Linked DNA regions of Macaca mulatta: region 1 is linked to region 2. A link is a contact called in public Hi-C data. All regions are on one chromosome and are shown on one strand. The core of a region is the stretch at or near the end of the contact, and the rest is flanking DNA. Distances in the headings are between cores, read along the strand shown. Region 1 holds the start of RLF (RLF zinc finger). Region 2 holds the start of ZMPSTE24 (zinc metallopeptidase STE24).

The links. Hi-C and Micro-C count contacts between places; a contact is called where the count stands out from the background.
Region 1: a Hi-C map of fetal cortex germinal zone shows a contact between it and region 2, with 2.1 times the contacts expected there. The contact joins the promoter of RLF here to the promoter of ZMPSTE24 in region 2. A contact is called at or near these places in 3 of 14 Hi-C or Micro-C datasets (cortical neurons, fetal cortex germinal zone and liver).

The regions. Positions count from the first base shown.
Region 1 is chr1:200,609,456-200,615,728 of T2T-MMU8v2.0, reverse strand. It overlaps RLF (RLF zinc finger), which reads left to right and starts at 1,398. Exons shown (of 7, transcript XM_077962373.1): 1 at 1,398-1,647.
Region 2 is chr1:200,511,081-200,517,281 of T2T-MMU8v2.0, reverse strand. ZMPSTE24 (zinc metallopeptidase STE24) reads left to right here and starts at 2,455. Exons shown (of 10, transcript NM_001257446.1): 1 at 2,455-2,706; 2 at 5,010-5,156. The coding sequence starts at 2,584.

The DNA of each region.
Region 1 (6,273 bases), core at 149-2,648, 100 kb before region 2:
CCCGAGAACTGTTTTGGATACTAATCCAAGCAATGGTTTACGACCGGGCGCGGTGACTCACGTCTGTAATCCCAGCACTTTGGAAGGCCAAGGCGGGCAGATCACTTGAGGCCAGGAGTTCGAGATCAGCCTGGCCAAAACAGTGAAACCCCGCCTCTACTAAAAATACAAAAACTAGCCAAGCATGATGGCGGACGCTTAGAGTGCCAGCTACTTTGGGAGGCTGAGGGACAAGAATCACTTAAACCTGAGAGGCAGAGGTTGCAGTGAGCCTAGATCATGCCACTGCACTCCAGGCTGGGTGTCAGAGTGAGACCCTGTCTCAAAAAACAACAACAATAAACCATGGTTATATATATGGGGAATATCATCTAGTCTGTGGCTTGTCTTTGTATGCTATCTTTTTAAACTTGTTATACAGAAGTAACACATTTTAATACAGTCAAATCTAAATATATTCCCTTATGGTTTGTGCTTTTCCGGTCTTATTAAGAAATTCTTAGCCAGGCGCAGTGGCTCACGCCTGTAATCTCAAAACTTTGGGAGGCCGAGGCGGGCGGATCACCTGAGGTCGAGTTCGAGACCAGCCTTGGAATGGAGAAACCCCGTCTCTACTAAAAATACAAAATTAGCCGGGCATGGTGGCACATGCCTGTAATCCCAGCTACTCAGGAAGCTGAGGCAGGAGAATGCTTGAACCAAGGAGGCGGAGGTTGCGGTGAGCCGAGCAAGATAGCGCCGTCGCACTCAAGCCTGGGCAACAAGAGTGAGGCTCCGTCCAAAAAAAAAAAAAAAAAAAAAATTCCTCCCTTTTTGACATTATAAAGCTATTTTTGTTTTCTGAAAAATGTTTTCAGGTCTTTAATCCATCTCGGCCTTATTTTTGGATACGGTTTGAGGTAGAAATCTAATCATTTATTTCCCTTTTGGAAAAAATGTCTCATCGCCATTTATTGAAGAGTCCGTCCTTTCGCCCACTGACTTGAAATGCCGTCTTTATCATAAACCAAGTTCCCTTGATGTTACTCTTCATTTCGGCCTCACAATCTTCGCTTATTTTCCTTCTACCAGGGATGCTTTTCGCTATGTTCCTTTCAGGGCTACCTTCAGATCGCAGTTCAAATGTCATCCCCCTCATATCCAGATTGCTCTACAGGCATTTCTGGCTCCGTGATCCCATGACCTCAAAGGGGTCTAGATGGGCATAGCCTCTGACCAGTTGTTGCTGGGTTGTTGTCAGGACTGGTGATGCGTAGGCCACTGAGAGGAGGAGCACCCGGAGTCCAAGTGACGGAATCAGGCGGGCGCCCGCGTCGCTAAGGAGTGCGTCACCATGCGCGGGCGGACGGGGGCAGGGCCAGGGCTGAGTCACGTGGCTTGGTTGCCTACGCGCTGGTGGGCCGTGGGAAGATGGCGGACGGAAAGGGAGACGCCGCCGCTGTCGCCGGGGCTGGGGCTGAGGCTCCGGCGGTAGCGGGAGCCGGAGATGGAGCCGAGACTGAGTCCATGGTTCGGGGTCATCGCCCCGTATCTCCAGCGCCGGGAGCCTTGGGACTGCGGCCGTGTCTGTGGCAGCTGGAGACAGAGCTGAGGGAGCAAGAGGTGTCGGAGGTCTCATCTTTGAACTACTGCCGGAGCTTCTGCCAGGTGAGGGGCTGACTGGCTGGCTGAGGGCGGCGGGGCGGGGAAGTCAGGGAAAGAGGCCCTGGATACTCTGCAAGCAGCCGGGTCCGAACTGAAAGGCGCCACCTCAGTGACTCGCCGCGCCCCCGGGCCGGGAAGGCCCAGCTCGGAAGCTCGACCGCTGGCCCCCCTGCGCCACTGCCCGACTTTGGCCACCCCTGGGGCGTTTTGCTCTGAGCCTTACTGAGATCCCGGAGGGCCCTGGCGGGTCCCTGGAAGGGCTGTGCCCTGTCGCCGTTGCCTGTGTCCTGACCGGGTGGTTGGAGCGCCACTGCCCCCTGAGGGATTGATTGCTTGTCCCTGCCGGGAGATCCTTTTTTGAGTGGAGTGCCGATCTCCGAACTGTTAAACCCGGGTTTTTCTGAATAATCCAGAGAGGCGTGTTGGGGCCAGAGATTTATTTTTGGAGTTAACATCTTTTGGGCTCCTAAAAGGTATGACAGTTGGCTTCGAAAGGCGTCTAGGGCTTTCTGATTAGGGATTGCAGAGCCGGTTGGTTGGCTGTTTTTTTCTTTTTTCTTTTTCTTTCTTTCTTTCTTTCTTTTTTTTTTTTTTGACGTTTAAGCTGTTCTTTCGTCTTTTCTGTATTTCTTTGAGAGGATTGTGCTACCGAGAATAAGGCTGACTCTTTGGGTAGAAGAGGATGGGAAGAGGGATGTAGAGTGTGGCCTCTTTTGGCAGTCGTATGATCATTTCTGTGCCATGGTGGGTCCTAACCTATGATTACATATTTATGGGTGTGTTTAGTCTCCATGACCACTCCGAGATTTTTCTGTATATTTTCAAGTCTTTTACAAATATGAATATTGGCCATTATTATTTCTACTTCCAGTGTTTGTTCTGTCAGGTTTCAGAGGCACCCCTCTGCTCCTTATCTGTTGTACCTTAGAAAATGCAAAATAATCGTAGTATGTTGGTACTTGGAGTCTTAATAAGTAGTCCAGTATGCTGAATAAATTGCGGCGTTCTAAAATAATAATTTTGGGGGGCAATTTGCTCTGTTGGTCCGGAGTAGAATAAAAGTTAGGTTGCTTGATTGCTTTTCTCCCTCTCTCTGCCGAGACAGAAGCACTTCATCTCTTTGAATGGAATTTTGTCCTTACTCATCTTTTCCATGGATTGTACCACTCCAGTTTTTGTGTGTACAACCTGCAACATTGCCCTGTACTATTAAATGTTAATGTATTGTTCTCAGCTTCCTTAGCAGTAATCATCCTTGTTTAGTAAGCTAATTTATTTTACAAATTTTTACTGACTTTATAGGATAGTGCCAGGGACTTTACCAAGTGCTGGGGAAACATGAGTAAGACAGCACTTAGCCTTGATGAACTTACAAGTTGGTGGGAGGTGGTAGAAATGACAGTATTTCCAGTGCGGTTTTGGTAATGATTGAAAAGGAGGTGTTGTAGAGACAATGGTGAGGAGAGAGCCCTCATGGGATATCCCGATGGGAAAGACAATTAACTAGTAAAAATAAGTAAAAAGATTAATTATAAATTGTAATATGTGCTTAGAAAGAAGTAACTGGGAGAGGCCACTTTAGATAGTAGACCCTGTGGGCTGCAAGGATGAAAATGAGTCACCGTGAAGGTCTCGGGTGGGGAAGCATCCCAGTGCCAAAGGTAGAGATTGGTCAGGACCCAGAATGCTATGGGAGAAGGGGAAACTAATGGAAGGAGAGTGGTGGTGCAGAAAACAACTGTGGGTTTTGGGTAAGACTTCTAAGCTTGAGTTGTCTCCCTGGAAAGATGACAAGAATGAATGTAACCAGTCACATTGAAACTTGTCAAAGGATCACATATATATGTATTCTGCTTTATGTCTAGTGCTTGCAACTGCAGTTTTATTTAACGTAATATTTTAATGTCTTGAGTCTTGGTGACACCAGAGATGTGATGGCCCAGAAGAATTTTTAAAAGAAAGCATGTGTAATTTGTCTTTTCTATGAAGTTTTTTTTTTTAACCTAAAATTTTTCCAAAAATTGTTTTTTAGACTAATAAATGAAGTAAGAACAAGTATTCCTGTAGCACTATATTGTAATAGAAAGTACATGGGATTGGGGGTTAGTTGGGTCTTGACTGTGACTTTACCACTTCTTAGCTAATAATCTTGGGTAACCATGTCTGCAAAACTATCTTATTTTCTGATCTTTATCTCCTTATAATGCCTTATACAATCAGAATAGAAAGTTTGTGTACAAGTCTTCACAAAATTTGTCATATTTTTGACACATTTTTCCCTGTAGTCCAGATAAAATCAACTATGTCCTTGATGACCTGATACAGAAAAAGTAAAAATTGTATGAAGAAGCAGGAAAATTTTCACCATCAATAAATTTTGTTGAATAACTCTTGGTTTCACATTTGAAAAGAAGAATAAGATATATTCATTCACTTAAGGAGCACTGATTGTGTGACAGTTCTGAAGATGGGAACCTAGTAAGACAGTTTTCTCGGACTCTAGGAGAGGAGCACATAATATATAAAGATAGGTAGTAGGCATTTTTACATTATCATAAAGGCCTGACCCCTGCTTATGGGATGCTTAATACTACAAATGTATTTTCATCAGTTATTTAGTTAGAAATGTCCTAGAGACTTAGATTGTACCAAGCAGATCCCTTTTGCAACATCCTGGGACCATATTCTCTCCAACTCTTGTAGCACTTAAAAGAAATGGCTCTATCTTTGGAATTGCACCAAATCAAGAAATAAACTAACATATGAGTGAATAGAGAAGCTTGTCTCATTCTGGGCGTATTTTCAACTTTCATATGTTTGTGAATATGATAAAATGAAACACTGAAAGTAATAGTTACTAAGAAAATGATACTTAGGTCAAACTGTATTCAGTGAAAAATTGTATTAAGTGACTATGGGATGTGGTTTGTTTTTTCTCTTCCTTTCAGTTCCTTTTGTGAAACCACTGCCAGACAGTGTGGATAAGATTAACTTTAGAAAACAGTCTTTCTTTGTTTTCCTGAAAAATTGATGATGTCTTCTCAAGTTTTTGCTGTATTTTGGGGACCAAGATTCCTTAAGTTTTACAGTTGGTGTCTCTATTTGTAACAGAAATTTTGAAGACTTTAAGTAAACTTTGTTATCAAAATTGGAATTGTTGGGTGATTATATGATTACACTTTGAGAATACTAGGCAAAGTAATTTTATGACTAAACCATGTTTATATGAGACACTTTTAGGTTCAAGACTAACAGTGACTTCATAGATTTTTAATGGCTAAAATAAGTAAGTACTGCATTAAAATTTCCATTTTTCCTAGATTAGTGATGGAGTACAAGGGCTGTGAGTCAGATAACCTGTGTACTGGCTTCACTATTGAAATAGTTGTGTAACCTTGGGCATGTTATTTTCTTTAAACCTTAATTCTTTTGCAAATGGATAATAGCACTTATGTTTTGTATGCAGATTCATTGTTGTAAGGACTTAATAAGAAAATCTCTATTGTAAAAAATACCTCCAGAATTGTCTGTGTTATCCAGATTTCTTAGCTTTGTAGCAAAAAGTTTTCACAGCCTTGGTCTCAGCATGCTTTTCAACCCTCCCCTCAGTCTCATCACCTGAATCCAACTGTTTACTCCTATTCAGGAGTTCTATACTTGGAGTCAGTCCATGGACCAACGTGTGATTGCAGTTATTCCTGTGATTAAAATTTTGTCTGTATCTTTCCAAGCACATTATTTTGGGAAAGATGATTTTAATTTTCATTTGACTTTTCAAGATCCAATAAACGTATTAACTACGTTAACAAGATCTCAGGCCATGCCTTTCCCTTTCATTGTGAGGTTCTCTCATTTTCTGCATGGGAGATTTTTCTTCTTTAGGGCCCAGTATAAATGTCATCCCTTCTGTGAAGCTTTTCCTGATTCACCAGGTAGATTTCCTCTTATTTGTTTGGGATTTTTTTTTTCTTTTTTTCTTTTTTTTTTTTTTTTTTAAATTCTTTTTTTTTTTTTTTTTTTTTTTTGAGGCCGAGTCTCGCTCTGTCGCCCAGGCTGGAGTGCAGTGGTGCGATCTCGGCTCACTGCAAGCTCCGCCTCCCGGGTTCCCGCCATTCTCCTGCCTCAGCCTCCCGAGTAGCTGGGACTACAGGTGCCGCCACCACGCCCGGCTAATTTTTTTGTATTTTTTTTTTTTTTTTTTTGAGACGGAGTCTTGCTCTGTAGCCCGGGCTGGAGTGCAGTGGCTGGATCTCAGCTCACTGCAAGCTCCGCCTCCCGGGTTTACGCCATTCTCCTGCCTCAGCCTCCGGAGTAGCTGGGACTACAGGCGCCCGCCACCTCGCCCGGCTAGTTTTTTGTATTTTTAGTAGAGACGGGGTTTCACGGTGTTAGGCAGGATGGTCTCGATCTCCTGACCTCGTGATCCGCCCGTCTCGGCCTCCCAAAGTGCTGGGATTACAGGCTTGAGCCACCGCGCCCGGCCGTATTTTTTTGTATTTTTAGTAGAGACGGGGTTTCATTGTGTTAGCCAGGATGGTCTCGATCTCCTGACCTCGTGATCCGCCCGTCTCGGCCTCCCAAAGTGCTGGGATTACAGGCTTGAGCCACCGCGCCCGGCCAGGGGGGATT
Region 2 (6,201 bases), core at 1,206-3,705:
CCCCAGCTAAGAATGTAAGCTCCAGGAGAGGGGCTTTGGTTCACTGCTATATCCGTGGCACCCGGAAATGCATCTGGCATTTCACAGACATTCAGTATTGATTGAATGAATGAATTCCAGTCAGTCTTGGCTTTTTGAAACCTGGGCCTCCTACTCTCCTATCTCTTCAGACACATGGTGACCGATCAATGCTATGATGCCCCCCTCCCAAGCAGTAGCTAACCTTTATTGGGCACTCAGAGCCATCTACATTGCTAGGAGCTTTACATGAATTTTCTCATTTGATCTTAACAATACAAGAAAGTAAGTACATACTATGTTATTCTCATGTTACTGAGGAGGATCTGATGCACAGACAGATTAAATAACTTGCTAATACATGGTGCAGCCATGGCTGGCAATCAAGCAGCTTGACTCTAAACCTGTGCCCTTAGCCACAAAACTTGGGTGGTAGAAGCTCCTGTGAGGCTTTGGACTCAAAGACAGCTGAAGACAAGAGTGAAGAGGGCATAGCAATGATGGCCTGAGGGACAGAAAATTTTGAAAAAGTGTTTACCCCTCATATTTTTAAGTTGGTATCTAACAGGTTTCATCATAAATTCAAATAGTTGCAATAGATGTAAATTCTTGCAAATTATAAATACTGACATTTTAAGATAAAACTGTTCTTTTCAAGATAAAGAATTTTAAAAACTGTTAAATCACTCTTTATAATGTATCCAAGAGAATCTATATAACTGAATAACCACATTATCCATTAAAACATACACTAATGAGCTCTTCAACATTGTTCTTTTATTATCTCTAACATATTTAGATTGTACTCTAACAAAAAAAATGTTATTCAAATGTAATACTTTGATGTCTGAACAACCTTTTATTGATCACTTCTTGGCAATAAAAATACGACATGTAGTAAACTTTAAAAAAATTTCCTGTAACTTTATGGCTCTACACTGGAATTCTTCTGAAGCGAGTAATCATCACAATAATCTTCAGTATATAATGGATCAAAATGACACGATTACAAATATCGATAATACGTAGTTATAAAAGGTGAAATTCTATTGGGAACACATCTCTTAGTCAGATAGATGGGGCTGACCCACCAATTAATTCATTTATCTGGATGAATACTTCCTACTGATGGATTAACAGGGTTCAGTTTCAATTCTGTTGTTTTCACAGATACAAGTGCTGAGAAATAGTTTTACATAAACAAATAGGTGAGAATGCTAGTAGTTTTGTTGTAAGAATGTCAATCAATCGTTTGGTTTCTTTCTGAGTTGCATGCCAAAAACCAAACAGTGTTCCTTCATCAGCTGACAATTCAATAGGGCTACCATTAATTTTGTTGAAAGCAAAGAACTGGAAACCATCTGACTTGAAAAGAATTTGTTATCCTATTATTAGAGTCATCCACTTTCTCTAGTGACTTTTAATTATACTAATTACTCTCAGAGGCATTTAGGCAGGGTTGAGAAATTCAAGATATTAATTTCAATACATTTTTAGCATCACAATATCACAGTAATTTAAATATATTTTAGTTGTAGCTATTTAGCTCACTTTATTGTAAATAATTATGCTAATTAGCAACGATAGTATGTTTAACCAATTAATCATCAGATTAACTTTCGGTCAGAATAATTGACTTCACTTTTTAAGTCAAAGAAATGTACAGGTGTCCCAGTCACCATATTTCACTTCTGAATTCCAAGAGAGAAATGGCATTGCGCCTTACTGATGCAAATTTGTGCCCTAAAGTAAGACGCTTTCATTTCAGGTATGTCTAACCCACGAGATCCTTGCTTTGTTCCAGGGCACTCTCGCAGGGAAAACGCCGCCTCTGACTACACTTGGGGTGGTTGAGACGAGATTTTCAAACGCTTGAATTCTCTCATACGCTTGAATTCCGAACACCCCAATACTGGCCAAAAGACTCCATTTCTAATGCCTGGTCTCGCTTTTGAGTTAGCTGTAATTCAGAGGCACGATTTTTAGAGACTGGGAAATCGGCTGCTGTCGCGTCCTTCCAAGCCACCTCAGGCGGGAGCCGCGGTCCACTCAGTCCGGCCCCAGCCCCGACTACCTGTCGCCTTGTTGGGGGAAGGAGGGCAGATACTGCAGCCCAGTCAAGGTAAGCCGCTGACCCAGGGGGATGGAACTGCGGATCTGGAGATTAGAAAGCCAAGAACATCGCCGCGTTCACGGGCCCAGGAGGAAAGCCAGAACCCTAGACCGGAACCCAGCGTCAAGAGGTGGGGGAAGAATGTTGATGCAACACAACTCAGCAGGTCCGGGAACTTGGCGTCTGGGTCTCCGCCCTCTTTGGGCCGGAAGTGAGGAAGGTGGGGCTGGGGCTTTTCTGTAGAAACTAGGAGGGACTGGGTAGAGTCTGCAAAGGGAAGAGTGTGTCTGTGACACTGCCAGCAGCGCGCAGAGGGAGGGATGGGGGCGGGTATCGGAATAGGGGCCCTCGGAAAGAACGGATATCGCTGTGACACCGCGGGGACGCTCTGAGGGGACGAGTGTCGGTGTGGCACCGGTGCATGCTGAAGGAGCCGGCGGAACCGGGTGGCCATGGGGATGTGGGCATCGCTGGACGCTTTGTGGGAGATACCGGCCGAAAAGCGTATCTTCGGAGCCGTGCTGCTCTTCTCCTGGACAGTGTATCTTTGGGAGACCTTCTTAGCACAGCGGCAGGTGAGCCTAGACAGGGTCCAACCTGACCCCCACACCCGGCCAGCCCTGGACTAGCCTTGACTTCGACCCTGAGACTCTTGATTGCTCCAGTCCCTGCGCCAGTCTTGTCTCTGTGGTCCCTGCTGAGTCTGGTAACTTGGTCCGATGGCGGGCTGTGGCTTTGAGGGGGATCTTGGTGCGTCAAAGAAGTTTTCTGTAACGTTATCATGGGACCTAATCCCGTTAGGGCCTGGAGGAAGGCTTGGGCTCTTGTGCCCTCCCTGCAGCTTCCTTGGGATCCTTGGGCCCAGACTTGGCCTCCTTTATCTTTGGAATAAGCCTTCAAAAGGATTTAGACACCCAACTTCCTCATGACATTTATGTAATCATGCCTAACCATAGGATTTTGCAGTCCTTCCAAGAACTTGCGCCCTTAAAGAGCATATATTATTTCTGCTGAAAACAAAACAAAACAAAACAAAACTTATCGGGCTGGGCGCGGTATCTCATGCCTGTAATCCCAGCACTTTGGGAGGCCGCGAGGCAGGTGGATCACCTGAGGTCAGGAGTTCAAGACCAGCCTGACCAACGTGGCAAAAACCCCTCTCTACTAAAAATAGAAAAATTAGCCGGGTGTGGTGGCGTGCACCTGTAGTCCCAGCTATTTGGGAGGCTGAGGCAGGCGAATCGCTTGAGCTGAGATTGCACCACTGCACTCCAACCTGGGTGACAAGAGTGAAACTCGGTCTCAAAAAAAATAAAATTAAAAAAATATATATATTTCTCATTTTCTATAAAATCATCATTTTAGTTTAAAGTATTAAAATGGTAAAATAGAAAGTGAAAGTTAACAATTTACCTGAGATAACCATGAATTAGAGATCTAAACTTTTGTTTATTTTTAATCTTTATTTATTTATTTCATTTTAGACGGAGTCTAGCTCTGTCGCCAGGCTGGAGTACAGTGGCGCGATCTCGGCTCACTGGTTCAAGTGATTCTCCTGCCTCAGCATCCCGAGTAGCTGGGATTACAGGCACGTGCCACCATGCCCAGCTAATTTTTGTATTTTTAGTAGAGATGGGGTTTCACCATCTTGGCCGGGATAGAATATTTATTTATTTTATTCAGAGACAGGGGCTCACTCTGCCACCCAGGCTCAAGAGCAATAGCATCATCATAGCTCACGGCAGCCTCGAACTCCTGGGCTCAAACGACCCCTCCACCTCCACCTCAGCCTTCTGAGTAGCTAGGACCACAGGTGCGGCTCACTGTACCTGGCTAATTTTTTGATTGTTTTATAGAGCTGTTGCCCAGGCTGGTGTGGAGTTCCTGGACTCAAGTCATCCTGCTGCCTCGACCTCCCAAAGGGCTGGGATTACAGGCGTGAGCCACCGTGCTCTACCTGCCCTCAGCTTTTATTGGCACACAACAATATATAGGGAAAGCATGTTGTAGTGGCCCATTATTTTGTTTGGTATCCATTCTCTGTATTACATTTCCTGAACTGAAATTACCCTTACCTTTTAGAATTTAGTATAATGAGAAAGTTGATCTTTCTCCTAAAGAGATAGAGTCTCTGTCACCCAGGGTGTAGTGCTGTGGCACAATATGGGCTTACTGCAACCTCTGCCTCCCAGGCTCAGGTGATCCTCCCACCTCAGCCTCCCAAGTAGCTGGGACCACAGGTGCACACCACCACACTCTGCTAATTTTTGTATTTTTTGTAGAGACAGGATTTCACCACATTGCTCAGGCCAGTCTCGAAATCCTGGGCTCAAGGAATCCTGCCCGTGCCTTCCAAAGTGCTGGAATTACAGGCGTGACCCAGTGTGCCTGACTGAAAGTTGCTCTTTTCTCACAGACCTGATATGTTTCCATCTGGTACTCCTCAAGTTTCTGGCATTTAGGACCAAATTTAATGAGCAGCCTCAGTATCTGTTCATACTCACGGTTAGCATGTGTGCTTCTCCTTTCCATGAGTTTGTTTTCCATATTATAGGAGGTATGTAAACCTAGAATGAGTAGTACGTGTTACAAAGTTGTGATGTTACAACTTTGGTTTACATATACAAACTGAAGTGTGGTGACAACCCTGATTATAGTTTTACCAGTCAGCTAACCTCAGGTTCTCTTGTTCTGCTTTTATTTTCCTGCATCAGTCATTTCAGTGGTTAATGTATTTGATCAAGTGCAATATTTGTGTAGGTATAAAGCAAATTCAACAGAAATAAGTGGCAAGCCATAAACCATTCAATGTTTGATCATAAATGACTATTGTAATAATCGACTGTTTCACTTAAGTGTTTTCTTTAAAATATTTCAGAGAAGAATATATAAAACAACAACTCATGTACCACCAGAATTAGGACAGATCATGGATTCTGAAACATTTGAGAAATCTCGACTGTATCAACTGGATAAAAGCACTTTCAGCTTCTGGTCAGGACTCTATTCAGAGATTGAAGGCACTGTGAGTAATTTACTTCTTGGAGAGACAGTCTGTCAAATTGTTTAATACTTCATAATGGTTGTTTTCATTTTCATATTTTTGTAACACAAAAGAGGGTGCCACACTTACAAGTCCCAGCATGCTTTCTTAACCTTTGTTATTGGTAGTAATGGCTGTGGAGCAAAAAAAACAGAAACACAACTGCTTAGTCAGTTTAAAACTATAGAATATGGGAACTATTACCCTGAAGCCAGGTAGAAAAAAGATCCTCTTCCATTAGGATCCAGCTGAGATGTCATGTCTTCCAAGAAACCAATTGAAACTCCCTGCCTGATGAATGTGGGTAGGGTAGCATCCTATCATTATTCCTGTCAGAGTACTTACCGCATTATGTTGAATTTGCCTGGATTTTTTTTTTTCTTCCGGCACGGTCTCGCTCTGTCACCCAGGCTGAAGTACAGTAGCATGATCTTGGCTCACTGCAACCTCTGCTTCCCAGGCGCAAATGATCCTCCCATCTCAGCCTCTTGAGTAGCTGGGACTACAGTTGCATTCCACCACGCCCTCTCAAAGTGCTGGGATTACAGGCATGAGCCACTGTGCCTGGCCTGATTTGACTGTTTAATTGGCAGACTGGTAGTTCCTTAAAGAAATAGTACTTTAAGGTCTTGTTCATCATTTTATACCTAGTGCATGGCATGTAATCAGCATGTAGTTCCTATTTACTGAATGAAATAATGTGGGGTTTCTTTTTGTTGTTGCTTTTTTGTTTTGTTTTGTTTTTGTTTTTGTCTTGCTCTGTCACCCAGACTGGAGTGCAGTGGCACGATCTTGGCTCACTGCAACCTCCGCTTTCCGGGTTCAAGCGATTCTCCTTCCTTAGCCTCCTGAGTAGCTGGGACTACAGGCATGTACCACCACGCCTGGCTAATTTTTTTGTATTTTTAGTAGAGATGGAGTTTCACTGTGTTAGCCAGGATGATCTCAATCTCCTGACCTCGTGATCTGCCTGCCTCGTCCTCCCAAAGTGCTGGGATTACAGTCATGAGCCACTGTGCCCTGCCAC